Linked DNA regions of Mus musculus: regions 2, 3 and 4 are each linked to region 1. A link is a contact called in public HiChIP or PLAC-seq and promoter capture Hi-C data. All regions are on one chromosome and are shown on one strand. The core of a region is the stretch at or near the end of the contact, and the rest is flanking DNA. Distances in the headings are between cores, read along the strand shown. Region 1 holds the start of Dpy19l1 (dpy-19-like 1 (C. elegans)). Region 2 holds the start of Bmper (BMP-binding endothelial regulator). Region 3 overlaps Bmper (BMP-binding endothelial regulator). Region 4 overlaps Bmper (BMP-binding endothelial regulator).

Evidence for each region. Promoter capture Hi-C pulls out the DNA fragments that hold promoters and counts their contacts. HiChIP or PLAC-seq counts read pairs in DNA pulled down with a chosen protein or histone mark.
Region 2: a contact with region 1 is called in an H3K4me3 HiChIP or PLAC-seq map of forebrain, with 14 times the contacts expected there. The contact joins the promoter of Bmper here to the promoter of Dpy19l1 in region 1. A contact is called at or near these places in 9 of 39 promoter capture datasets (the 3T3-L1 cell line, 3T3-L1-derived adipocytes, embryonic stem cells and 4 more), 3 of 484 Hi-C or Micro-C datasets (the HL-1 cell line, the N1E-115 cell line and embryonic stem cells) and 12 of 115 datasets of contacts at active chromatin or transcription factors (the NIH/3T3 cell line, astrocytes, craniofacial prominence and 8 more).
Region 3: a contact with region 1 is called in an H3K27ac HiChIP or PLAC-seq map of the NIH/3T3 cell line, with 22 times the contacts expected there. The contact joins the enhancer-like site here to the promoter of Dpy19l1 in region 1. A contact is called at or near these places in 2 of 39 promoter capture datasets (hippocampal neurons and liver), 2 of 484 Hi-C or Micro-C datasets (cerebral cortex and cortical neurons) and 3 of 115 datasets of contacts at active chromatin or transcription factors (the NIH/3T3 cell line, embryonic forebrain and embryonic limb bud).
Region 4: a promoter capture Hi-C map of liver shows a contact between it and region 1, with 6 times the contacts expected there. The contact joins the enhancer-like site here to the promoter of Dpy19l1 in region 1. A contact is called at or near these places in 8 of 39 promoter capture datasets (the 3T3-L1 cell line, 3T3-L1-derived adipocytes, embryonic stem cells and 4 more), 3 of 484 Hi-C or Micro-C datasets (cardiomyocytes and liver) and 6 of 115 datasets of contacts at active chromatin or transcription factors (embryonic forebrain, embryonic stem cells, hepatocytes and 2 more).

Annotation. Positions count from the first base shown.
Region 1 is chr9:24,500,264-24,506,840 of GRCm38.p6, forward strand. It overlaps Dpy19l1 (dpy-19-like 1 (C. elegans)), which reads right to left and starts at 2,877. Exons shown (of 23, transcript NM_001359948.1): 1 at 2,576-2,877. The coding sequence starts at 2,867. It overlaps LOC115487153 (a long non-coding RNA gene), which reads right to left and starts at 2,270. Exons shown (of 2, transcript XR_003948106.1): 1 at 1-2,270.
Region 2 is chr9:23,219,759-23,226,335 of GRCm38.p6, forward strand. Bmper (BMP-binding endothelial regulator) reads left to right here and starts at 3,318. Exons shown (of 15, transcript NM_028472.2): 1 at 3,318-4,015; 2 at 5,000-5,085. The coding sequence starts at 3,883.
Region 3 is chr9:23,248,228-23,254,804 of GRCm38.p6, forward strand. Bmper (BMP-binding endothelial regulator) reads left to right here. Exons shown (of 15, transcript NM_028472.2): 3 at 6,145-6,244. Among named protein-coding and RNA genes, the nearest start is that of Bmper, 28 kb to the left of the region's middle. Within about 2 kb of position 2,979, at least 22 of the 459 cell types and tissues checked have an H3K27ac peak or open chromatin away from gene starts, as enhancers often do. A contact at or near this core is called in the NIH/3T3 cell line, where this site is marked.
Region 4 is chr9:23,433,703-23,440,279 of GRCm38.p6, forward strand. All of the region lies in intron 13 of Bmper (BMP-binding endothelial regulator), which reads left to right. Among named protein-coding and RNA genes, the nearest start is that of Gm39311, 140 kb to the right of the region's middle. Within about 2 kb of position 3,234, at least 16 of the 459 cell types and tissues checked have an H3K27ac peak or open chromatin away from gene starts, as enhancers often do. A contact at or near this core is called in hepatocytes and liver, where this site is marked.

The DNA.
Region 1 (6,577 bases), core at 1,627-4,126:
CGCAGCTGAGCACACATCTTGACAGAGCCAGTTCTCCACACCTCACTCTTCTCCAGTAGTAGAGCCTTACTGTCCACGGCCTTAACACCCTTTGTAGGTTTCTCAACCTTGTTCTTACCTCTGAAGATAGCTCAATTATTAGTGCTTCTTGCCTCAACACAGAAATCTATACAGACATATCTATGGGCTAAGATGAGCTTCCTATGGTGGGAGCAGGTTAGAGGCAATGTATATTATTTTCTGTGGTCAGGAAAGTTTGAAAAACATTTTCAAGGTTCTTCTTCCGCCACTGTCTCCTGTAGCTGGGAGCAAGTGAACTGAAACTACTAAAAATAAACAATTTGAGCCTCTTTAATCATCACCATTAAGTAAGTAGCAATGTTCACATATAAGAAAATCAAACGTACTTATTAAAACAGGTAATGCTCATCACTGCCCAACAATGGAAGAGCTACATTGGCAAGTGACTTATCAGTGCCCAGCACACATGAAGAAAAGCTCTAACCAGTTCTAACATGTGCTGCTGTAATGGCACTCCAAGTTAGGAAATTTATTATAAAATACGAATAAAGCCATTTTATCACAGCTTAATATGTAGTTTTTAGAGTTGAGCAGCTATAAGTAATTCAAGCAACAAGTGACTAGCAAAACCTCTCACCATGTTAAGACCAAGGAGTTATTTTAAAAGTTCCACCCTGAGATGCAACTCTCACACACACCGGGGGATGAAATCAATCGGAGGAAATGTAGTTAGTTACACAGCCTACAAAAACATGGAAATTGCTGACCCTCTGCAGGGTCAGTGGCTTTCTGAGCTTCCACAACATGGTGGTACAAAAGAAATCACTATGGATACCGGCCTTGAGAGTACAGGGCCAGAACTGACCCAAGGACACCAGATCCTGATCCTTCAGCAGAGCCTTCATTCTCTCCAGGTGCTGTGTGGTCTCACAGCAGATGGCCAAGCGAGAAGACAGAGACTGTGGTGTTCCTCCTAACTCCCACCCTTGGTGACCTCTATCCAGGGTACACCTAAGACTACGGCCTGCCACATTCACTGTACTTCCACTCACAAAGTCAAAAAGAGCAAGTCAAGAGAAATGCTGCCCACCTGCATTGAACAAAACAGTATTTCTGCAAGGGCATTAGTAAACCCAAATATAAGCCATCCAGTATAAGCAAACCCAAAGGAACTGTACCACAAAACATGAAAAGAACAGGACCCTTTAAAATCTATTATTGTCTCTCCCTAAAATAAACAGTGTCATCCCTTACTCTACTACAGTTGCTGTTTGTACTAGCCGTTCACAAACGCTGGAGCTTTCTTCTGCCGTGGGATCAGAAATCAGGATTATGCATTTGCTTTTACATAGGAACTGATGCTGTAAAATGCTTTGGGTACAAACATGCATCACCCAAGGAGTTGGTATTGCTCTTCAGGACATCCCTGGGTAAGCAGGGCATGGGATAACTCCATATAACACAGAAGGAAGGCCCTCAAAGTGAGACTTAAACCAAAATCAAGCACTCTGCACCAGTGCTGAGTGCCTTCAACCTCAGCCACTGTACCACGCTGCCTCCCCAAGGTGGATTTAACCTGTACACTTGCCATGTTCTCAAGCTAGCTGCTGAAGGAGGGAATGATGAAAATAATGAATTTGCCAAATCTTGACCCAAGTATTTAAAAAAAAAAAATCCTAGTAACGATGCCAGCCTTCTTGAACCCACAAACACACAGCCATGACTGGCTTTCAATAACTATACAGCTGCAGAAGAGGCTGGCCCCACAGGAAGGCTGATTTTGCTGTATTGTCTGTCTAAACCCCAAACTTCAAGCACCCCAAACTCTTAGAGGTCATTAAGCAACAGGGAAAAGATAGTAAGAAAATATCACTACATAATTCAACAACTAAATCCCATCGTGGCAAAAATATCACAGAATCCTTATGAAGGGCTTGTTAAAATTAGGCCTATTAATCCAACTTCTATAAACTTGCCTTATCCGACAAAGTCACAGAAAACGAACCCAGAAGATAGTCCACACGTAAATGCCTCAACTTTATTTCTTCTAGGCACAAGTTACATCCCATCCATTTGGTGCATGGAAGAAGGTAAAGAGATGCCAGCAGGCAAGGTTAAAGCTTGGGCATCCAAAACACGACGCAGCCTGAAAAGTGACAGAACCACGAAGTGCCACCCTCAGTGTTTGCGGCCAAGAAGGGAAAAAGCACGCTAAAATTTAATTATAAGTTTGGCAACTTTCTAAGTCAGGAAACCTGGGTATTTCGAGCTCCAGGAATCGCTCGCATCACCAAGCAAACCATCCTCCGAAGTAGCGGCTGGGCCAGGGGTAAAGAGTGGACTGTGGATGCAGGCAGAATCCAGTCTCCTCGGCGCGGACCAGCCCGCCCGCGGCCAGCCGAGCAGCTGTTGATCTCGGGGCCATGTTTTTAAAAGCCCGGGCGGACCGCGGGGCAGAGGATGTGTGGAGCTGAGCCCCGGAAGGAGCGGGGAGGAGTAGGGAGGAGGCAGGAGCGTCCCGGGAAAAGTCAGAGAGGGCTGCTAACTGGCTCACCTAGCAGCAGCGTGCTCCAGGTCCGGCCGCGCCCGCGCCGCAGGCCCAGCGCCCAGTGCAGCCCGGCCGCCAGGCGGCCCGCGAGGCCGTCCGGGGCGGGCGCGGCGGTCCCTGCGCGGGGTCCCTTCCTGCCCGCCGCGCCCCTGCGCCCCGGCGACGGCGGCGTGCGCTCCGACCCCAGCTCCCCGGCGTCCACCTCGGATGCCCCGCTCAGTGGCGGCGGCGACGAGCGGGCCGACCGGGGCGGCCTGGGAGCCGCGTCCCGGTGCTTGCTCCGCGCCTGCAGGACCATCTTGGCATAGTCGCGCCCGCTAGCTGCGCGCGCCCGGACGGCGGCCGGGATCCGCGGACTGGCGGTCGCTCACTCTGGCCGGCGAGGGCGGGCCGGGAGGCGGGGACAGCGCGGGCCGTGTGGCCGCTGCCTACCGCGTGGCGGCCGAGAGGCGGCGCCGGACTCCCGCGCCTCCGCCGTTGCCGCTCTCGGGTTGCCAGGGCGACAACGGAACGCCGCGGGGCGGAGGCGGGGACAAACTGCGAGCGGCGCGGCCCCGCCCCTCCGGCGCGCGCGCCCGGGCGCGCTCCAGCGGCCAAGCGCGCACGCGCGGGCTACCAGCGGGGCGGGACCGGCGGCCAGGGGAGTAGCGTGGACGACCTCCCGGAAGCGGCAGTGCGCCCTCGGGAACCGGGGATCTGGCTGTGAGGCGGCGTGGCGCGGGGCGGGAACCTAGTGGCCACGGAACGGCGCCGTGGGTACACTCCGGGGTTTCTGTGCATTAGGCTTGTGCAAGAAACTAACGGGGTAAAAGTGTGACCTCGCCACTCAGAACAGCCAGGTTTCTGGTTCAAGGATGAGAAGCAGGGAGTGGACCGAGTATTCAAATAAGTGTCCGGTAGGTCGGAGCGAGGATGTAATCTGAAGGCCTGGGTAGGAACCCAAACTCAAGTCATAAATGAAAAGGGCCTGTCAGGGAAGGTTATCCACGTGTTACTTTTACCTCATGTATACTGAAAGTATGGAAACCGGCTAAAAGATGTGACACTTGAAAACGAATTTTCTCATAGCAGGATGTAGGAGTTAATGAAGAAGCCCAGGGAAAGAAAAAAGAAAAAAAAAAAAAAAGAATATGTTCCAAGTTAACCTTCCTTGCCTCCAGCCCATTGCTATTTGCACAAAGCCTTGGAGAATTGCAGCAGCGAGACTTATTTCTTGGCTCCTGTCCAAATGAGCTTGTTCCAAAAAGTCTGGATGCTGGAAATCAAGGCACATCGTTTCACTTTTCTCCACAGTAATTACAGGGGTTTCAGGAGGCTCTGGCTTCTATTGCTCACGACTTTATTAATATGAGCATTCATTAACTCAGGCACAAAGAATGGATTTTGTTAAAGGACTCACCGCTATATTACACTTTGTAAGTTTCCTGAGTTTGATTATTAAGTTATGTATTGAAAACAAGGAACAACTGTTTAAGACACCTCTATTTAAAAAAATGATTGACAGTGTCATACAGGGGCTTATATTGTGAAATAAGGTATCAGGTTGATAGAGTGTTATTTCTAGGGTTGATACTAAATTTATAACCTACCAGATTAAAAGAAATTTACTTCAGTGTCTGCCAAAGACAATAACAGTAATTTCATCACTAGCATACTTATTAATTAGAAGACACACGGAGCTACAGTATTGGATTGCTTGTCCCTGAGATGTGGGGCATGCTTCCCAATCAGTTTTTCCATGGAGTGTCACTGGTTATATCACCCACAATCCAGGGCAGTCCTTGGGCCCACCAGTAGTTGGCTAACACACAAAAAAACGAACTCTGTGGTTATGTTGTTTGTGGAGTTTTTGTTTTACTTTGACATTTTTGTTGTTGTTGTACTGATCTTTTGCTTGTTCCAGGTTTCATTTTTGTGCTTTTGAGTGGTATTTTAAAAAGATTTGGGAGGTAAGAAGTTGAATGATAGGGAGGTTCTGGGAAAAATTAGGGAGAGGAAAAATGATCAAAATATACTGTATGAGAAAAATTAAAAGTGTGTACAAAAAGAAAAAAGTTTCCTAGTGCTTTCTGGGCTCTGTGGGGGAAAACTTGTGGTGGGGGAGGGGCGACTGATTAATTGGTACAATTCTGTTAGATGATTTTCTTGTTCAGTAAATGAATGGATGAGTACAGGAAACAGCATAATCAAACATGATGTTCCTAGCTCTTGAACATTCTCCACATGACCTGAGTTTCTGGAAGAAACCAAATCTCTCTAGTAGTCATCTTTAGCTGCAGCTTTGACCCAAGCTCAGAACATGGCTGAAAATTTGCTCAGTTGACTTAGAAAAGGACTACTTATGGGTGGGGCAGACCCGGTAGATCTTAATTCCTCTCCTGTGATGCACCCTCAGGAAACCTCAAGTAAGGGAAGTGTGAACTGTGGGGGTAGGGGGATGGTGCTTGGTTTGAGTTTTGGGTTTTGTTTTTTGGTTTCATTTTTTGTTTCTTCTAGACCCAGGTTGGAATCCCTGCTCTGATGCCTGGCACGACTCTCCTCTTCACACCCTTCACCTTTTGAATCTCCGTTTCCCCCTCTCTGGGATAAGAAGAATTTTTATTTAGAATTGAGCCAAGAGATGGCTCACAAGCGGAGGCAGGAAATCAAGAGCCACCCTAGACTTTAATGGTCCTCGACTCCTTGGGTGTCAGGTTTCTCAGATCTGACCTGAATCACTCACTGACCCTGCTTCCAACAGGTGCTTTACAAAGTAATATCCATTTCATGAATCACTAAGCCTAGATACAATAGCAGGCCACTCCTGGTGCCCTGCTCCTCAGAGGGAGGATGTTTTGCTCTGGGAAGTGGTAGAACTGAAAATGGAGTCTTTAGAGAATATGCCAGACTTGATTTAACCTTTAAAACTCTAGAAGATCTGGAATACAGTTTATTTGTCTCTGTATTATTAGACCAGTGCCTACCACATAGTGATTGATATTTTTTTAAAAACTGACAAACTAAAAGCTACTTCTTAATTAATAAAAAATTATGTTGGGCTAAAGAGATGGCTCAGAGGTTAAGAGCACTGACTGCCCCTCCACAGATCCTTAGTTCAATTCCCAGCAACGATATGGTGGCTCACATCCTTTTGTAATGGAATCTGATGCCCTCTTCTGGTGTGTCCAAAGACAGTGACCATGTACTCATACAAATGAAATAAATCTTTAAAAAGTTATATGTGCACACTCACATGAATTAAGACAAGGCTACAATGACTTTAAATTAAGTATTGGCATATATGACTTTAAATTTAGTATGCTTTCTATGCTTTAATGGTATACCAGAAAGATAATTCCTACTGCGATGCTATAGAATACTAGCCTGAGACAAAGAATCTAAGCCAGGAATCAAAAAGAACTACTACTACTCAAGAAATGTTCCAAGGCTGATTCCTGAACAAAACACCAATCCAATTCTCACTATAAAACTATACTTTGCCCATGGATGTGTTGAAGACACTTTGTGTGCACCTATAAGAATAAGTGGTAGATGATATAAAGATGAAGTAGACATAGAATGAAGATTAAAAGTATTAAATCGTAAAGCAAGACAAGTAATCCAGAAAGGTAAAACTTAGTAATGAGTAATGAAGAAAGTAAGCGGGAGGGGGCGGGGGGCGTGCTAGGAATTGGCCTCCTCTGTGTTATCATTTAAGGCTCTATTTTGGATCTTTCAAATGCCTTTTCCTCCCTCCACCCCACTGTTTTCCTATTCATAGGTAACAGACAAATGTGGAGTCTCTGGTGCTAATTTTTATTCTCTTCAGCAAGATCATTTGAGCTCTATTTTAAAGAAGTGCCCTAAAGTTAGTTCCAGATTCTGGTTTCCTGGCTCAACAGCTGCTTCTACCAAGACAGGAACCAGAATAATCCTGTCACTTCACTGAAACTTAAATTGGTACAAAAGATCTATCTGTGTAGCAACTGGCTTCAGGCAAAGCTCCAACATTAGCCTGTCATTGTATTT
Region 2 (6,577 bases), core at 2,068-4,567, 1.3 Mb before region 1:
TCAAACAACTCATATATTTGGGTCCAGTTCAGTTCCATAAATATTTAAGTAACTATTGTGCCAGCACCATAACTTTCATTTGCATCATATCTGAAATATCCCATGGCCTCTTCCTGTAATTCCCATGACTCATCATCCAAGAAGGCAGAGCATCTGTAATGGGAAGTGCCATGTTTACCAGCCGGCAGAAGCCTGCTAATGGGCTCTGCCACTATCACGCCCTGTGGCCCTGGCACACCCTGTCTCTCTTAGCTCTTAGCCTTCTCACCCTTTGACCACAGCGCCTCCTGTGTGTCAGGCAACTGCTCTGCCACTGAGCCACTCTGACAGCCTAGACATTTGACTTTCAAGGTAAAGCTGAAGAAGTCCATTGTATGCTCTGAGATCTTTAGTGCTTCAAACCAAACCAAACCAAACCAAACCAAACCAAACCAAACCAAACCAAACCAAACCAAACCAAACCTCCTCAGGAGTATTTTCAATTTTATCCTAGCAAGAATCAGATGGCTATCAATAAAGAGGTTGAGAAATAATAAATCTGTGGGCACAATCCATACTGCTGTTCCAAACCCTTTTGGAGATATAAAAATGATACTTTCCAAAGTTACCAAATATCCAGAGCATTAACCATGCCTGCAAAAACAACCTCTCTTCTAAGGAAATGTGCCCTGGGCTGTTCACATTCTCCACAGTCTCTAAGTTTGCCCCATCAGATTAGGGCCTTTGTGGATCAGTCCTTCACCATTTTCAGTTTACCCAGGCAGGTGCCATCTGTGAGTGCAACCCTCCTACACTTACGGACAATTAGTGCTTGCTGTCACAGGCTCTTCTGTTCACTTTGGAGAGGTCTGGTTTCTCTGCTGTGGAGAAGGTGAGCTGATTTCTGGAAGTTTCTTGAAACTCCTGAATTGCATGTTCAGTGCATTTTTCGGTGGGAATTGAGGCTGTGATTTGAGAGGTGTGAGAATGCCTTAAGACATATCTCCTGTTACATGTGGCCAGGTCACATGCTTATTTCATGGAGCAAGGACTGAGACTTTGCAGATCTGGGCCTAGGCTAGGCCCTGAGTTTGGGCCCCATTACCTCCTTACCCATAAACAATGTCAGAAGTCAAGGCAAACATCCCTACCCTACCTTGTTTTTCTCCTTTGGATTCCAGCCAATATTTGGGACTTTGATAGGTTCCTCCTCCTTCCCCTCCCCCTCCTTCTCTTCTTCTTCCTCCTCTTTGTCTTCCCTCTTTCCTTCCCCCATATCTCTTCTTGTGTGACCCTGGAATATCTCAGCTTGGCTTAGGGACCAGTTGGCAGCTGAGAGAGTTTGCTACTCTGGAGTAACAATACCAATAGTTGCATGGGGGTTGCAGGAGTCCCCGATGAGCCTTTGGGGATAGCTTGCTCTTTCTGAAATGGAGGTCACTGTGAGCTGTGATATAGGAAGAGCTGAGTTTCCAGAGGCTTCTGTCCACCTTCTCATTCACAACTTCAAGGCTGGTGAAAAGGTTTCCCGTTTTTTTCCCTAGCCACCCATAGTAGAAATGCCACACACATAGAGGGTAGAAGTCCCCACCCCCTAAAAAAATTAGTCATGCACACTGAGGAGACAGGCCAAGGGAGGCAAGTCAGAGGGGCAGGCATGCTCTTCAGGTGTCTTGCAGTTTTGTAGTGCACATGTAGCCAAGTCTACAGACATCTGAGGGAACACTGGGTCTCCTAGGATCTCCAAAAATTCATGTTCCTTACCTGAATTATAAAGGTTACATTTATCTAGAGACTTTATTGAAGGAGAATCATTTTAGAGAGCAGGGACAGTGGTTCCTACTGAATGTACTTTTCTGTGGCAATTATTATTTTTTAACTTTTAGGTTTTCTTCTAATTAGTTCTTATGGGAAGTAAAACTCTGTCTCTGTCTCTCTCTCTCTCTGTGTATACAGTTTGACATTTCTGTAGACTCAGGGAGTCAGCGAAACATTCAATCAACACTTTGACTTTCAAGGCATCTAGCCATGGTGTTATTTGGGGGAAACATGTAACCACATTGTCTCTTGTCTCTTTTAATTTAAATTTTACACAAAATCTGTTTTGAGAGGGAAATGGAGCATGCTAAGCTAATGACAGCGTTCCTTCCTCCCACTTGTCCACGTCACAGAGATGTGGTCCTTGTGTTGGGATGTTGGCCACGATGCACTCACTAAAAGCACCCTTTAAATCTCTAGAAAAAAACAAATGAGCATGCGGATGGCAGGCAGGGGCAGGTAAATGTGGTGACATTAGAGGAGTGTATCTGAGGACTGTCAAAGGAGTTTCTCACTACAGCTACAAATGCTACCTAAAACTGGCCAGAGACTAGGGGAAAACTAGGCTTGTCAGCAATTAGAGTTTGGATCCACAAGGCGCTTCAGGAACTAATGTGGGGTGGGCACCTGCTGGCTGGCTGTTCTTCGTGTGGGTGGGAGCATGTGATCACAGTAGGCTCCAAAGAAGGCTAGCTGATCATTGGTTCCAAGCACCTTTCACTCTCACCTGGCACCTTCCCAATGTAGTTATAAAAATTCTCTTTTCTAGATTAGCACCCCTTTTGAGTAGAGCCAGGCACTGCTTGGCGGGTGCGTGTAGGGCGGGTGTGTGTGTGTGTGGGGGGGGCAGGACGTGGGAGGGATGCTGGGACTCAGCGGGTACCGGGTGGCGGGGCGAGGGGATCAAAGACCGAGACTGGGGGACATCAGGGCCGCCCAAGCAAGAAACGCTGCAGGGTAGCGGCTGCCACCGCGTGCCCTGCTGGGCGGCCGCCGCGAAGGCGGCCTGCGTGGAGATTAGCGGCAGCGGTCCCTCCCTGGCCCGCGAGTGAATGAATGATTAGTCTAACGCACCTCCCTGGCCCGGGCAGCTCCGGCTGGGAAGGGCGGAGTCTGAGCCACCGATCCACGCTTTAAGGGAGAAAGGCTCTGGCCGTTGTGCGTGCATTAGCCGACCCTTTCTGTCGCTCCAACTTCTGTCCTCCCTAATGTCAGGCCCACAGAGGCATAAGCACAGGAACCTGATCTCCAAGGTCACTCGTCCCTCTGTCCCCTCAGCCTCGTGAGTCCCCCGCCTTTGCCCGAGGGAGTCAAAGGGCTGTGGAAAGTTGAGGGACCCTCCTGCATTCGATCCGTGGCTCCTTCCGAAGCTGGGGCAGCGGGAAGCGCCGGGTCTTCTGCTCCGGGCGCTAGCGGGTAGTGGCATCCCTGCTGGGGGCGGCTCCTCTGCGCGGGAGGAGGCGGTGCGCAGGGCGCTGGAGACGCGCCTTCCAGGCTCCGGCAGCGCCCCGGGGCCGGTGGCCGGGGCTGGGCTAGACCGCCTGGCTGGGCGTTCGCGTGCGCCGCTGTCGCTTCTGAGCCGGCATAGCTCCGGCGCCAGGATCGTAGTCCCTCGTGCGACCCTGCGGATTCCGCGCAGAGCCTAGTACGCCCCTCGGTCCCGCACGGAGCAAGCGCGCGGGCCGGACACCGCGCTCGGGGGCCGGGCCGGAGCTGCGCGTGCGGGAGCCGGAGCTCAGCCGGGCTCCAGAGCTGCGAGCGCACTCGGCAGTCGCCGCCGCCGCTCCCCAGATCCCGCCGCTCAGCCACCCCTCCTCCCGGCCCAGCTCTGGCGCGGAGGGGCTGACGGCTAACCCGCTGAGAGCAACTCCCTTAGAAAAAAGCCGCCGCATTGGCCGAGGCTGGCCGCAGGACCCCTCCTCCCGGGGCGCCCCCACTCCTCCCCCGCCGCTCCGGGCGCCCGCCTCCCTCAGCCGACTGTCTCCCGGCACGCCGGCCCACAGCCCTTTTGACTGCGAGCAGCGGCTGCCGAGCAGAGGCGGCGACGCGGGACCTGCAGTCGCCCGGGATTCCCTCCAGGTGACGATGCTCTGGTTCTTCAGCGTCAGGGCTCTGGCTGAGCGTCCTTGCCGACGCTCGCCTGGGATTACCTGCTGCGTCTTGCTGCTGCTCAATTGCTCCGGGGTCCCCATGTCTCTGGCTTCCTCCTTCCTGACAGGTAGGGGGGTGGGGGCGGGAGGGACCAGTCCTCCGGGACTCTGGGTGGTTTCTTGGGAGAAGAGGCACTGGCAGACCGGGGATGAGAGGACGAGGAACGCGCACCTTGCCTGACTCTCGCGGGCGGTGGGGATGCGGAGAAGCCTAGAGAAAAGGGATGGGAAGGCTATGAAGAGGTAGAGAGATGGGGGACTGAGAGACTGCTACCTTTGACAGAGTGCTAATAGGCACCCTGCTATATGAAGTTGGGAAATTCCTTGATTTATATTTAATCTTTTTTCCCCAATCCTTGTTTTAATCGTAGCCACTCTTGTGCAATTAAGGAAAAGACCGCGCCGTTTCCCGCACATCCTCTTTTCTCAACACCATAGGATTCCAATAAATCCACGGTGCTAGGCAGCATCTTTAAAACATGACTTTCCAGACCTTGAATGTAAAGAAGCGATCTTATTTTTAAAGGTTACTAATAGCATGATATGATAATTACAGGTTTTCAGGCAGGTGAAGACCTCGGCTTCTATTTTGAAGGACATGCTTTACTGACACCTGGTGCAGAAAAGAGAATATTTTAAAGAGGAAAGAGATTGCGCTTCAAAAAGTGATTGCATTTCAACCCACAACAGTTGGCAGATCCACCTGAAAGGCCCGTTCTTTGACACAGTCCTGAATTTCGTTCAAATTTAAAATCTTCCCTAGTGCCTAGTTTGGTGTGTTAGTCCATGTGCAGTTGAGATATCTTTCAGAGCACTAGTGGTATTAAATATGTGCTTAAATCAACTGAAAACAGAAAACCGATCTATATACCGAAGTATTGACTTAAAAAAAACCATGTTAAGTAAAACTATTTAAAATAGATTTGAAGAAACTTGTTTGTGGTGCATTTGAAACACTATATAATTCCAATTACTAGCTTAAGAAGGTAAGGTTTTATAATAACACCACTAAGCAAGATTTAAAATTAAAAGTATTTTTATCTTCATTTCAGGGTCTGTTGCAAAATGTGAAAATGAAGGGGAGGTCCTCCAAATTCCATTTATCACAGACAACCCTTGCATAATGTGTGTGTGTTTGGTAAGTGTACGGGTCAGGTAAAATAAACTTAACTGCTGTCATGGACAAGGTTCATTTGTCAAACCTGACAGAATAGCTGTCTTAAAATTGATTTTGATCATTACCAAATTGCACATTGCTTAAGCATCGAATTTAGTTGCACTTTCTAGTTTTATGAATTTGGGCAATTTCTAATATCACATCAGGCTGAGAATTCTTATCTTTGACGTCACTGTTGTACAAGTAAACTTGAGATGGACTTTGTACAACATTGTTTTGGGAAAGCTGCAGTTTGGAATGCATGCTACTACAATGAAGTCATAGATATCATGACCACTTAGTTTTCTACACTGGTTCTATCTTCCCGGCTCAGCAGGGAAATGCTGAATAGCATTTTAGATACAGAGGTCAAGGATAAGATATGGGAGAAGGGAGGAGGTGGCTGCCATAAAGGACAGACCCAGGACAAGATGTCATCTTGGATTGATTTCTTGAATTTCTTGGCCTGCTGTGGCTGAAGCTCTGTTAAACAAGCGTCTTTTCTGGCTAGGAAGCTCAGGTCAGGACCAGCGATCCCTCCTTAGTGGAGAGTGTCACTTGGCTATGAGATGCTTAGTGCTGCCAGTGGCTAGTGGATTATTTTAGCTTAAGCTACCGATAATTCTGATAGACACTTGGAGAAGATGAAGTTGTACTAAAAAAGACTTTCTGAAAGACATAGAGTTCCACAAAGAGTACTATTTTTGCTGAAGAGTGTTCCACATGCCATTTACTTTTGGCAAACCTTGGTTAAAATCATGCATCCATAAAATCCAGTTGGAAGTGCTCTAAGGCCTTCAAGGGCAGACTCCTGAAGTGATGGGTGGATGAAGGCTTGTTATCCAATCAGCATACAGAACTACAGGGTATCTATCTCTATTCAGACAAAAGCTGCGCTATCTGTATATAAAGGACGCAGACTCCTTTGTCACAAGAGATGAGGCCAACGTTAAGAAGTGATAAATGAGTCTGTGCTTGCATCAAATGATTATCAGGCTCTGGACTGAAGAAATCAACAGAAGCAAATGACAATGTTTTTCATTGGCTGTGACAATAAGCATTGAAGTCTAATAAAAAGTGTTCTTTTGTGTCTATGAGCTGCTATGTTAACCATCTTTACTAAAGAACTTGCTGGAAATAAGTTCTGAGTTTAAAATTTGCCTTAGTTACAGATTCACAAGTGTAGCATGTGAATGTGGTCTTATCCTTCCTTTATCTGTACTATGGGAATAAGGAGTTTTATTCCATTCTTAACATTTCAGCAGAAATTATCCCAAGTGATAGGACAATATCCTGAGAGCTCTACACGTGCACAGTTGTTTTTCTCTTTGGTGATGCTATTGTTTGTGAAGTTTAAATGTGTATTTTGACTTTTGGGGCAATGTTAACAAGTGATATGATGAAACACTTCCCAGATAGCATTTTCCCTTTCTAGCCTTCTTAGCCCCGTGGTAGATAGTGCTTTTCTTTCATT
Region 3 (6,577 bases), core at 1,729-4,228, 1.3 Mb before region 1:
TATCTCTGCATTCAAGAACGTCTAAGGCCTGACATGTACTGTGAGGTCTCCTCTCTTTCCAAGTCCTGGGCAAGCCCTTCCGTGGTTGTCTTACACTAGCACAGGCTAAAGATATTACTCCTATGGCCCAGGTGGTTAGTTTTCCTGGAAAATTCCCAGAGTAGCTCTACTACACGTTAATCTATTTCTAAAATCTCAAGGTTGTGTTGGAGCTAACCTAATTCTAATACGACATACCTATAAATTTTAATGCTGTGTCTTAGCAACTAACCTTCTTGCCTGGACCTTAATCCAGGCCTGGGAATCACACTGAGTTCCCAACTAAACTGCTTGCCAGTTCTTTGAGGGGCCTGAGACACTTTTGTTCACTATGGACTGTTTCTTCCTCTGAAAAACTTAAGGAACCTATGAGGATTAATGAAATAATGTCTGCAGAGTTCTTCAGAAGAAATGTGCTATGTAAACACCAAGTATTATTCTTCTGTTTATGAGGAGTAGTATAATATCGCCTCTGAGAAACTGGGACTTCTGTTTAAAAGTACCATAACATCCCCTTTGGCTCTTTGGGGGCTTGAGTTGGGTTAGAATGGGGTACTTCAAGGAGAAGTTGAGCCATTTAACTTCATGCATGGGGAGACTAGAAATTCTAATGAGAATATAGTCGTTGATGTTGGATCGGTTTTTCGTGGTCTCCTTCCTCAGAAAACCTGGCAAAAACCATCCATATTCCTAAGAATGAATTCCTGTCTGAGCAGTTTTGAGACTGCATATGTGAAACACCACCACGTGTGCTTTAGATAAGGCCTTTAGGAATCGTCTGCAGGGTCAGAGTGTCCCATGATCCTCACCCATTTCCACGGCTTCTAATCTGCAGGGAATTCTTTCCAATATCCTTTTTGCAGATAAGATGCTTGAAGCTCGAATTTATCCCTGTTCCACAGAATGGAGTGGAGTGAGCCATGAGAGAACTGCTTCATCTCTCACAGTTGCCAGGGTTATGGACAAGTGCTTTTCTCTAGCAGCTGAAAATAGAGGGCCTGGAGGCATTGGAGATAGATGCATGTCTTCACCCTGGATGTTTGCATCTGGATGGGGGAGGCATTGGAGATAGATGCATGTCTTCACCCTGGATGTTTGCATCTGGATGGGGGAGGCATTGGGGATGGATGTGTGTCTGCTCTTCTGGATGTTTGCATTCGGATGGGGATGTTTGAAGGCTTTTCTATAAGTCCCTTCCCCAAGTTAGATTATCGTGATGAAATGGCAGAGGGATGTGAGCATACGTCTAGGAGGGAGTCCTAACCTAGGACAGAGCCACTCTGAGCTGTTTATCCTCTCCAACAGTACTCATTGACCCATGTGCTCTATTGACATCATTTGGTGGTGGTGGCGGGTCGGGGACCACAACTCCACCGTCTTCCTAGTCTTCTGAAAAAGGATCTGGCTGTTTGAATTAGCATCTTTGTGCAGGGCCAGTGGTGTGTCTTTGGGGAAGATCTTGCTTTCACAGGGACCAGAACAGAAGGAAACTGAGGGTTCTTCCAGGAGAGACTTGTGCAGTGTGATATCTCTAGTATGGCACATCAGCCATATTGTAGGACATTTGTGATACTGTTTCGTGGTTTAATCATACTGTCTGCCAGCAATAGTCTTGCTTCCACCTCTGCCACTATATTGGCTGCTGAGTTCCTATCTTCAGTTTATTGTTATTATTTTTTTTAACATAGATAAAACATGGGATAATAGTTTCTACAGTCTATAATAGGATTGGTTCTTGAAAAGTGTTTTGGAAAAAAAATATCTTCAGGACACTTGTGGAAATATTCAAGAGCATCTCCACGGAATTTCTCCTTTCCATGTGTGGAAGCAACTAGAATCATTTCATGTTGGTGCTTAGTTGTCTTCAGTACTCATGATCCCACTCTCTCCAGACAGGAGACAGTTCTGTAGGCAGGAGGCAGGCTCAAGGCTGCAACTCCTAAGGCCGGGGAGCTCCGTGCTGCCATCTGGCGGCAAGTGTCAGACTCAGCAAGCTGGCTGCTGTCATCCTGTCTGTACTTGGCTTCTGCTGGAGCTGTGGTTTGGCTGGCGTCCTTATGGAGTTTTCTTGCCAGACATGTAATTTTTTTTTAAACTCTCTATACCACCCCCTTACTTTTTGCATGTTAACAAGTTGTTGAGGGTGCATTTCAAGGCTATGATTTTTTTTGGGGGGGGGAAGCATTTGTTGATATTAAGGTGTCTGTGGTCCATCTTTCTGAAAGGAGACACTGGTTCAGACTTACCTCCCCAGCTGGCTGATCCTAGAGATGGTAAGCACAGAGACATGGTGACCGAGAAAGCAAAGAACCATGAAGTGATCGCAAACACGATGGCTAGGTTATTATGTTTTCACCTTCTCCTTGTGTGAATATGGCCTTTTGGCCATTGTTTCTGTTTGCTTAGAATGCATGATTCTGCAAACCCACCTAGAATTTGTGGAAAACTTAGGGTATCAGTCTGCCTTTTCAGAGGTGTGATAGGCCTGGCCCTGTTGATATCTGATCATAGTCATATTTCTTGTCTCCTCAAAGCAGACAGTGTCTGTAACAGTCCCATGACTCTGAGGCTGGTCCTTGGAGTGATTCTGCTGGAAACGGGACTCGTCTCACATGTGGAAATATACTAGGAGGACCCAAGCGGGATATTGTTTTCTCTCACTCTGTATCCTGAATGCCCACAATGTACCCAAGTACTGAAGTGTAGGTAGCATTTGCATGGCAGAGATCAGTGTTCCAGACCTCTCTCACTTGTGTTTGTTGCTCCGTGGGGACATGTCCCAGCCTTACTTCTTTATCTGTAGAATCAGGCTAAGATGAAGTTCTGTGTGATCTTCCTTAGCTCAGAGTCTAAATATCATCAGAGGAAGTGAGCAGTATGTGTGAATCACTATCAGAAAGTGTTTGCTGAGTTAAAACCCGAACCGAATGAGTCGCACGCTTAGCCTCAGCTGTGATCTGTGCTGTGAGGATGACAGACTCCTGAACACGGGGCTTTGTGTATAACACTCCTTGCCAGAGCCACTGTCTCCAGGATATGGGGTTTTGTGACTTGTCCAAGCCCAGGAAGCCAGGCAAGTGGTGTTAATTACCTGTGTCTGAATTTCCCATGTAGCTGTTAGGCTCAATTAAGGGGATGAGGAAGCAGGGTCCCCACGGTGATCTTGCAGCTCTATTATTTCTTTCCTCAAGGGCCTGGGATTCTAAGCCCATCCTCACATCCACACCAACCAGATTCCAAACAGACTCCAAAAATGATGGGATCTGGCAGTTCCAACATGACCCCAATAGGATGTAAAAAATCCTAAGGGTAAACAGAAAGGAAATTGTATCCCCTAAATATATACCCAAAGCTTAGGTATACATGCCTGTCTGTCTGTCTGTCCACACATATTTAAAACTTCAGATGTGACTGTACAAACCATTTGCCTGGAATGCCGTGCATGGTGGACAACAGCTAAAATGCTCTTTATTGTGAATCTTGGGATCCTGTTGTGGGTTTTGACTCTGTTCTGGCTTTCTAATTCAGCCAGCAGTTCTAAAGAACATGCGCACCTTCCCACTCACCCGCTCTCACATTGCTTCTCCCCATCACTCTGACTGTCCTGAAAGTTTGAACTCTGAGGACTCCTCCTTTTAGAGAGGACACTGTCTTAGGGGGACCCTTCTCCAAGTTTGCTGCACTCATAAATGCACTTGAGACTGAATCTCTGCTTGCGATATTCATATCAGTCCCAGTCTTCCCGGGGTGAGGGAGTCTGCGCTAAAATAGGAGTTGTAGAATCCACGCGTGGCAAATGGAGTCACAGCTAGTAATTTTAAGCAGTGCACACGTACATAGGCATACACGTGCACCCGTTAGGTGCTCTTGTTGCCTTCAGTGGGAATATGGCCAATAATACCTAAAATTTTAAAAATGTATCACTAACCATCATCGTTGGGACGAGAAGACCTGGAGAATTGGAGGGCTTGGAGCCAGGCCACCTGGTCTGCTGTCTCCATAGGCTCTAGACAGCTCCGTCATCTGCCTCATCTTCACTGGACACAAGGACACTCTTACAGCTGTGCTTTATCGACTTAGCCTTTTTACATCATTCAGATCAGCGCTGCAGTGGGTGGGAGGCACAGGCAGCTTTCCTTAAGAGCTCCTCAGCAGTGGTAGGGCTGCTCTAACGAACAGATGAGAAGGGAGACTACTGTACCACAGGATCTGAATGAATGAGTGAGGTTAGCTCTGTGGGTATAACAACCCAGGACAGACAATGGGAAAATCGGGGGGGGGGGGAGGGGAATGAGGGAGGGAAAGAGAAAGGGAGAGAGGGATGGAAACAGGGAGGGAGAGAGAGAACGGACAATTCTTTGCCCATGTCAATCACACCCTCTTATCCCTCACTGTCAACCGATAAATGCAAATAAGACAAAACAATGACAAAGCAGAACAACAGCAACAGCAGCCCTGCTGGACGAGGTCCAGGTGTCTGTGGCGATTGCTCTTTCTCCGTACATCCGTCAGACTTGAGACGATCTCGGGGATATTAACTCAGGCCATGGCAGGCCTCAGGTGACCTAGCAAAGCAACAACAGGGCAGGGAAGTGGCAAGGCTTCTGTAGAAGGAGAGCTGTTGAAAGGCAGACCCTGTCCTCTCTGCCCCCTCTCACCCACCATAGGACTGCCATGGTGATTGGCACGGGGTAGGGTTCTGTGACTCCTTGGAAGGCCCAGTCACCTGAAGGAAGATGATAATCCAGGCTGATTTCAGAATTAGATGCTGTGAGTGTCTTGTAAACTGTAGCGCATAAAAGAAATTTGGGGTGCAACACAAAAGGGGTGCATTTTCTCTTACAACTGCCAGGGTAGGTGAGCGTAGGTCGGGCACTCAGACTCTAATGTGCACACGTGTGCACCCTCCCAGCCTTCCTTCATTCCTCATACACCCCATAGCCTCATCTCCGAGGTCCTAGACCAGGGGTGATGAGGCCTTCCTTCCACCCTTGAGCTGTACTCTTCAAGGACACTGAGAACACTAGACTCTTCTTAAGGTCACTTCTGTGCATTGTCCTATTCTCTTCTGAGGAGACCTTTAGGCTTGTCCCAAGCTGAGCAGAGCTGGTGTTGTGGATACCTAACTTGCCACTTGCCGGGAAGCGAAAGCCATAAGTAGCCACAGCCTTAGCTCAGACCTAGGCCATGGCTGGTGCACATTTGGCACTTGTAAAAGATTCTCCCTGGGGCCCCGGGAGCCATTTCAGACCAGAAGGAAGGCCAGCTACCCTCTCTGAGTTGTGGTTTGTTTTCCTTATCTATAAAATTGATCTCATGGGATTTAAATCTCGATGGAAGCCACCTCACGGGGCCTATCATGAGCCTTTGTTACTTTGGTCAGGTTGTGTGATCAGGAGAACACCTCCCCGCTCTCTATAGAGCTAGGCATGCCATCATGTTCAGATCTCATCTAAGACATTTTAACAGCTAACCTTTCGGGATAAACCAAAGATGCAAATGCTTACCACACTTTCATTAGCATAAGTGCTAATGTAATGCAGCTGTCCCACAGCTATAAAACACTGAGGGCTGTGTCTGTACTTGGCATGTGGAATATTATTTTTTCTCTTACTGAACTGATTCAATGCTCAACTTTGTCGTTATTTGAGTTGGAACTTTAGATCGGTGCATTTTAATGCACTCCACTATTAAGGCTTGCTGGACAGCCGTGAGAAAATATTTTTGTTCTCACGATGCAATCTTGGCCCAGGTAGCCAATGGGCAAAATATGATTTCCACAAATATTATCATTTCTGGAGTGTGTACTGAAAGGAAACCTTAGGATGGGACTGGAGCAAGTTCCTTCCTCAGCATGGGGTTATCTGGGCAAGGCTGGCATCTGAAGACAGAGCGTACCCACTCCCCTCATCTCTAAAAGTACGATACTTTCCTAAAGTCCCGTATTCCTGGGGGATAGTTCTATTCCAGGGGAAAAAAAATTCCATCAGCTATCTCAGAGTTTTCTTGCCAAGTTGAAGGCAAGATAGGAAGAGGAAACTGCAGCTGCTGCTTTGGATTCCGAGTGAAGTTGATCCCGAATGTCCCTTGTCTCTTTTTGTCTAGAACAAAGAGGTGACTTGTAAGAGGGAGAAGTGCCCTGTGCTGTCACGGGACTGTGCGCTGGCCATCAAGCAGAGAGGCGCCTGCTGTGAACGATGCAAAGGTGAGTTGATCCCGGCCACCTTCTCCGGTGGCTGCTGCTTCCCGCACCTTCATTTCTTTTTCCTTCCGGCCCAGCTCTTGGCTGGCACGCAGGTGGGTGTCAGGAGGAAAACGAACGCGCGTGCACAGAGGACTGGCGCGGGAGCTGCCAGGAAGGGGGGCGCGGCGGGCTGAAGAGACGGGCAGATCCTCACGACTGGTATATTTTCTGAGGCGAGCTGTTAAAGCGCTGTGACAGAGAAGATGCAAGCATGACGCCTGTGCACATCTGTACACATGCACATGGGCGTATTTTGTGAAGACGTTTCAACACTTGGTTTTTCCAGGCTCCACA
Region 4 (6,577 bases), core at 1,984-4,483, 1.1 Mb before region 1:
GTTCTTGCACATAAGGGTTCATGTAAGTTAAAACAGGACAGTCTCTTTCTGCTTCCCCCCCCCCCCCCCACTGTCTCTCACTGAACCTAGACCTCAGCATTTTGGTTAGACTACAGAGCCAGAAAGCCTCCAGAATTTGCTTGTCTCTACCCCAGGGCTCTTTTCCTGGAATCTTATAGATTATAATTAGCTCCACCTACTTTTCACACCTCCCTCAACAAGTTACAACATCTAAAAGACTACACAGACGACTTCTGCACCGACTGTCCATCCATTTAGTTAGGTGACCTGCCTAAGCTCTCCACAGTGGGAAGTGGGACAAGTAAGAACTATTCTCAGAGAAGCTGTGGGACCCGGCAAGATGATAGCTGAGAAGCACGCGATCACGTGTAATGGGGCCCAGCATCTCAGCTCTCTTGATGGATTCTTTCCTTACTGCTTTCATTCCCTCCCACAGAGCTCAAACCCTTGCTGACTGGAGACAGCAAATCCTGGAGCCTTGTCTGCAGCCATAGCATCACAATCTGGACAATCCAATGGAATATTAGGCTTAATTGGTTTTGTATTGCTATACCAAAATACTCAAGCCAGGGTCATTTATAAACAGGTGTAATTTATTTAGTAATTCTCTCCTGGTGGATGCTATTATTGCCCACTTTCATTATTTAGGTCAGGCCTCATGAGAATTGTATCCAGACCATGTAAGCATATTGTTTGTGACTTCATAGGATTTCCGAGAGCAGGGTGGGTCATGGGGAGGAGGTGGCCAAGAGGAAGGCTAGACCTGGCCCACTTTTATAAGCTTTACTTTGATAAGTTTCCATTATAACTTTCAAGTTGGCTCTATAGATGCAGGGATGTTATTTTTCTTATCCCCATCCCAATCTTAAAACTGTTAGAATTTGGATGGTATTTGCCCTGTTCTCTTTACTCTCCTCACTCCAGCCCAATCTCCAACTTTACTGCTCAGAGCTGGGGGTGAGGTGGATATTTGTAGCTGGAGTCATCCCTGTACAGAATGAATTCCCAGGATTGTGGCTGTGTCCCAGACTTTAGAACAGGTAGAGATAATGATGGGGCTACAGTAGCTCAGCCATTCTGTAAAGGTTAAGGATTCCTGGAGATGATCTGGGAGAAAATACACTGGGGTAGATGCTTGTTGCACATGAAGGCAGGGAGTGGGAAAAAAACAAAAACAAAAACAAAAACGAACGAACAGGGCTGGAGAGATGGCTCAGTGGTTAAGAGCACCGACTGCTTTTCCGAAGGTCCTGAGTTCAAATCCCAGCAACCACATGGTGGCTCACAACCATCCGTAATGACATCTGACGCCCTCTTCTGGTGCATCTGAAGACAGCTACAGTGTACTTTGATATAATAATAAATAAATCTTAAAAAAAAAAAAAAACGAACGAACAAACAAAGGACATAGGCAATGGGGGAACAGCTCCAGCTTCTCGGGGAAAGGAGCTCCGTTAGGATCCTCTGAGTTCAGTGCCTACTCCACAATGCTGAAAACAGTAAGAGAAAATGTAAAATATCAGCAGAGTAGAGAGTGATAGAGAAGCTTCTTTGGCTCATGGAATGGGAAACTGGTCCTCCTAAGAGCATAGCTCCAGCACCAGGCAAAGGCCACACGGCTGGCCACTCCATGGTAGAAAGCAGGACAGGTGGGCAGGAAATCCTATGAGGTCACAAGGCCTCTGTTGCAGTTATGAATCAACTCCCATGATAAGACATCAATCAATTCATGTAATCAGAGTTCCTTGGACTCATTGCCTCAGATTAGCTCCCAACACTACTTCACTGGTGATTCAATTTCCAGCATATGAACTAGGGATAGGAGTGGGTGAGGGAGTTGTGCAGGCATCAAAATCTTAGAGAGTTTTCTTCATCAACCTTCTGTGCCTGGTGATCTGTTGGATCCTCTCATCAAAACCTTTAAATGACCCCCTTACTTACAGCACAAATTCCTAATTCTTGAACTTGGCCTCCAAGATTTGTTTTCAAATATATCCTGTCTAATTTTACTTATAAACAGTTCATTTCTCAAACCTGTGGTTCAATAATACAGACAGGCTGAAGGTGAGGACAGGCTGTATTGAGCCTTGAGCCTTTCTCCTAGGCTCTTCTTCTGTCTTTACAGATTTTACCAATCTTTCCTGGTTCAGCTTGAATTTCATGACTTTTAAACCAAGTCTCATTTTGTTCACCAGAGACAATGTTTCTCTTTCCTTAAAAGTTTTGCTATTCAATGTTCTGTGAATAAATAAAATACTTGCCCCATTTTTGGGGTAATGTGCTTGTCATGCAAGTACGAGGGTCTGAGTCTGGATTCCCAACACCCACGTACAAAGCCACCCACAGTGGCGTGTGCTTGCAATCCCACAGTGGGGATGACAGAGACAAACAAATCCTTCGAGCTCACTGACCAGCCAGCTCAGGTGAATTGGTGAGTTCTAGATTTAATAATAAAAAAAAAAAAAAAAAAAAAAAAAAAAACAGCTCAAAAGTTAAGATGTAGAAGGATGGAGGAGAAAGCAGAAGGTATGGCTTATATCATGACTAATGGAAAGGAGAGAAAAAGAGGAAGAGAAAAGGGGAGGGAGGGAGAGAGAGAGAGAGAGAGAGAGAGAGAGAGAGAACCTACAGTCCATCTGTTTCAGTAGGCCCTGCCTCTTAACAGTTCTAGTGCCTTTCTATAGTGGCAAGGAACAATGGACCAAGCATTTAGAACATTAACCTTGGAGAACATTCTATATCCAAACTATTGCACAACTCTTTCGTGAATTGCTAACACCAGTGGTTTGTCTGTTAACCCAATTACCCAATTATCTAGCTTCTTTTGTGGTCTATAATCTGAATTTATTTGCCTTTGTTTTATTGCCATTCATTAACTAAAAGATGTGAATGCCACAAAGTTGAAGATGGCAGACACTGATATTCAAATCCCAAGCATGAGGTTTCAAGGAATTGGAGACTTCAGTAGTTGTTTTGATGTGTGAGACACGAATCATAAGGAGACTAAATCTTTCCCTTAGAGTTCTGAGTTTTGAGCATACATGAGCAGTCAGTAGGGCAAGGTGACATACAGAATTTTCATCTCAATTGGAAGGAGCTAATTGGGACAATTATTAACTGAGCTGCATCCGCAAACTAATTTGTCACCATATCCTCTGGACTTTGCAATGCTAATTCCTGCAGACTCCGATTTCTGCCAAACCCTAGCGTCTAGCTCAGCCTGACATCCTCTGGAGACTAAACTGGAACAGAGGCAACTGGCTAAGCAAGCCATTCGGAGTGTTATGTAATTTGGACTTAGATTCAGTTTTTTTCGGAAGTAAAATAGAAACCCAACACCAACCCCGGCCCAGGTGTTTTTCTCCTCTCTCCTGTGTTCTTGTCATTAAACACTAAATCCAGGCAGTTCTGCTCCAGGCTGTTTTCCAATGGGATTCCTTTGCATTTCGTGTCACTGTGGGCCTTGTCTGCTGGAAGCTTCGTGACATATGTTTGGTGCTCAGTTTAGGAGCTCATACACATTTGAGTTTCTGGTGTGTTGATGTTTGGTGTAACAGCTAAAATTGAGGCTCACTCATATCCTGCCCTTGTCCTTCCTATATACAATAGAAGACTTCCTAGCTGGGCTCAAGTTCATCTCTAAAGTGTACAAGAGGGTATTACCTTCTCTTCACAAGATACTTGTAGTGATTATGTGGAATAATACATCTAAAACACTACATACAAATTCTGCAAAGGGTAGATGTTCAACAAATGTTTGTAATGTTTAAAACTGTGGTCTAGACTGTTGCAAGTTTTAAAGGTAGGGGATAACCCAAAAGAACATAAACAAGAGAATTCAGGTTATAACCTGGATTTGCAAGATTTTACAACGACTTAAGAACACCAGTGAGAGGCCTGTGCTGATTATGTGTCTGTCAGAGAAGTTGCTGGGTAAATGGAGATGTTCACCCTGATTATTCTCAATGCACAGGACTTCCGTGGGAGCTTACACTTCCTACTGTACCGCTGTGTCCCTGGCTCAGTTAGGAATGGCTTTGTGTGTAAGCTGAGTTAAGTCTGAGAGGCATGTTATAGAAGGACTGGGAAACACTGTCATGAATTGTTCCCGGAGTGAAAAAAAATCCCCTTATCCCAGGAGCTTCTGGGCTGATTCCTTTGTAGTTCTGCTTTTAGGTCCATGTTCTTTAGTGTCACCTCTTGGTCACTAAGCTTGCAGGGGAAGTGCTTGTCTGAAGGAATGTTTAAAAACATCATATGTTGAGTGAAGCCTCAATCTATCACATTGAAATGTGCTCGGTATTGACTCCCTGATCGCTGACTCCCAGAGAAGAGTGACTACTGCACAATTTTAAATTTCCCTTCGGTCTTGCCTTTAACCTTTAGCAGGAGTCTTGATTAGAAGACTTTTCTGACTTCCATAGTTTCCATCTGTCCTTTAAAAAAAAAAAAAAAAACCAGATGTCTACTGCCAACCTAGTTTTACAAATTCATTTTACTTAATCTAATGGTTCCAAGCATGTTGCTACTTAAAAGATTTCTCTGAGTCTCACGCACTTGGCTTTAGCCAATGCGACTAGGTTCATACTTTTCCAGTTGCTCAATTTCATCTCTGTCCTTGCGAATGTCTTTCCCCCGAGCAGGGGCTGCCTTTCCCCTGGCTTTTTAACATTCTGCAGACTCCTGCTGACAGTTACTCTTCCTTGAAGACAGGTAGTGGCAAATGCCATCCAAGGAAAACCTTTGGCCACCCCAGGAGCTTTCCAGATGGGCTCATACTTCCGATGATTTGAAGCTTGGCCTGAATTTGAACCCTGGCTCTGGGCTCTGCTGGCTTGTGTGTGGGATGGACTCACTGGCTACACATCTATTGGCTCTGCACTATAGTTTGCCTTTTTATTATCTTTGGTCACTTCACAGTCTAAAGACACCTGGCTTTTTAAGTACAGAGGATATATTATTTAAGATTGTCCACCCCTGGTCAACACACTACAGCAACCACTCTGTTGTGTTTTCCTTCCCAACATGCTCGCCCTCATGCTGTGGTGTTGGAAGTGAGGGTACCTGGCAGGAGGGAGAGAGGGATAGTGGATATGAAGGTTAGTGTTAGCTTCCTGTTTGGTTGGTTATTGGAGTATGGAGAGTGAGTGCCAGATTGCAAAGCCTCCAGAGCCTTCAGGAAGGGTCACGGTGATGAGAACAACATCTGGCCAGCCGGTCTGGAAACATAGAAGCAGCGTTTGTCACTTTCCCCGTCGCTGCTCTACGTGCTTTCCGACTTTATATACTGCGTGTTCCTGTGATGTTTGGACATCTGTACAAATGGATTTTGGTTGTAAAGTTTAGTTGTGTCACTTGGAGATCCGAGATGAGCTGTGTTGGAGAAGGTTTCCTATAGGGACTGAAGGTGCTGGCTCCAAACCCCCCCAAAGGAGCCTTCCTGACCCAGATGGGATTGTTTAACAATTTAGAAAGCAACTATTTGAGTGAGAAATGGAGCCAAGTTGCATAAGGTGGCAACAAGTGTAAAGAATTAGGTCTGGGATAATTGCTATCCAACAGGGTGGCAGGACCTGTGTAGAGCTCCAGGTTAAGGTGTGGGAGAAACTTTACAGGCCCCGTGGAAAGAGAAAAGGGCCCACTCACTGCTTGCATGGCTTCCTTTCAGATCTTTCTGTCTTTATAAGCAAAGCAGTGAATCCCGGGATTTCCACAAGAAAGACTGATACTGAAATCACTTTCAGGGACTTAGTCCTGTTAACAACCTGTTGGGAAAAATCACTGTAGAGAGACAGCTTTCTATTATTTCTTTACAGCTTTTGTGGAATCTCCTGCTGTTTCATAGAATTTCAAATGGGAACTCAGAGACTGTTTTTCTGTCCTGGGTTATTAGTGGGGGTTTTCTCCTGGTGAGTCTTATCCAAGGCTGTGCTCCTACATGGCTTTTCATCCACTCCTTTAGTTCAATCTAATGTGTCCCCAGTTTCCCCTCTATGGATATGGTTTGTCTGAATAATCAATCAGATGTGTTTTGCTCTTATCCAGTTGGGTTGTAAAGCCTTTGTTGACTGACCACAATCTGAATGTTACAGTCATTTGGAGACAGCTGGGTGGTCTATGGAAAATAGGTTTCCTTGGACGGTAACTAAGTGGGGTGAGTCTGGATTCTAGTTTGGTTTGGATCTCACCAAGCATAGGAAGTTGATAAATATTTCTTTGGTAATCTGTGTGAATTTCATGTGCTAAACACCTTTTTTAGACCCATAATGTTATGATAAAATTATGGTCTGTGGGACCTGCTGCCAGTTCTAAAATGAACCTAATCATAAGCAATGATTCAAGAGTGGACATAGCTATTGTCATAGAATTTATGGAAACCTTTGTGTTCTTTTTAGGTTTAAACTTTTAGGAGAGTTATATAGAATTAATTAATATTTTTTTCCTTTTAGTAAATTAAAATGCAAGCTCAATATGTTTCAAAATGTATTTTGAATGCTGTAAAAATTTAGAAATATGGGCAATGGAAAAAAATAACCACCATTCCACCATGATAATT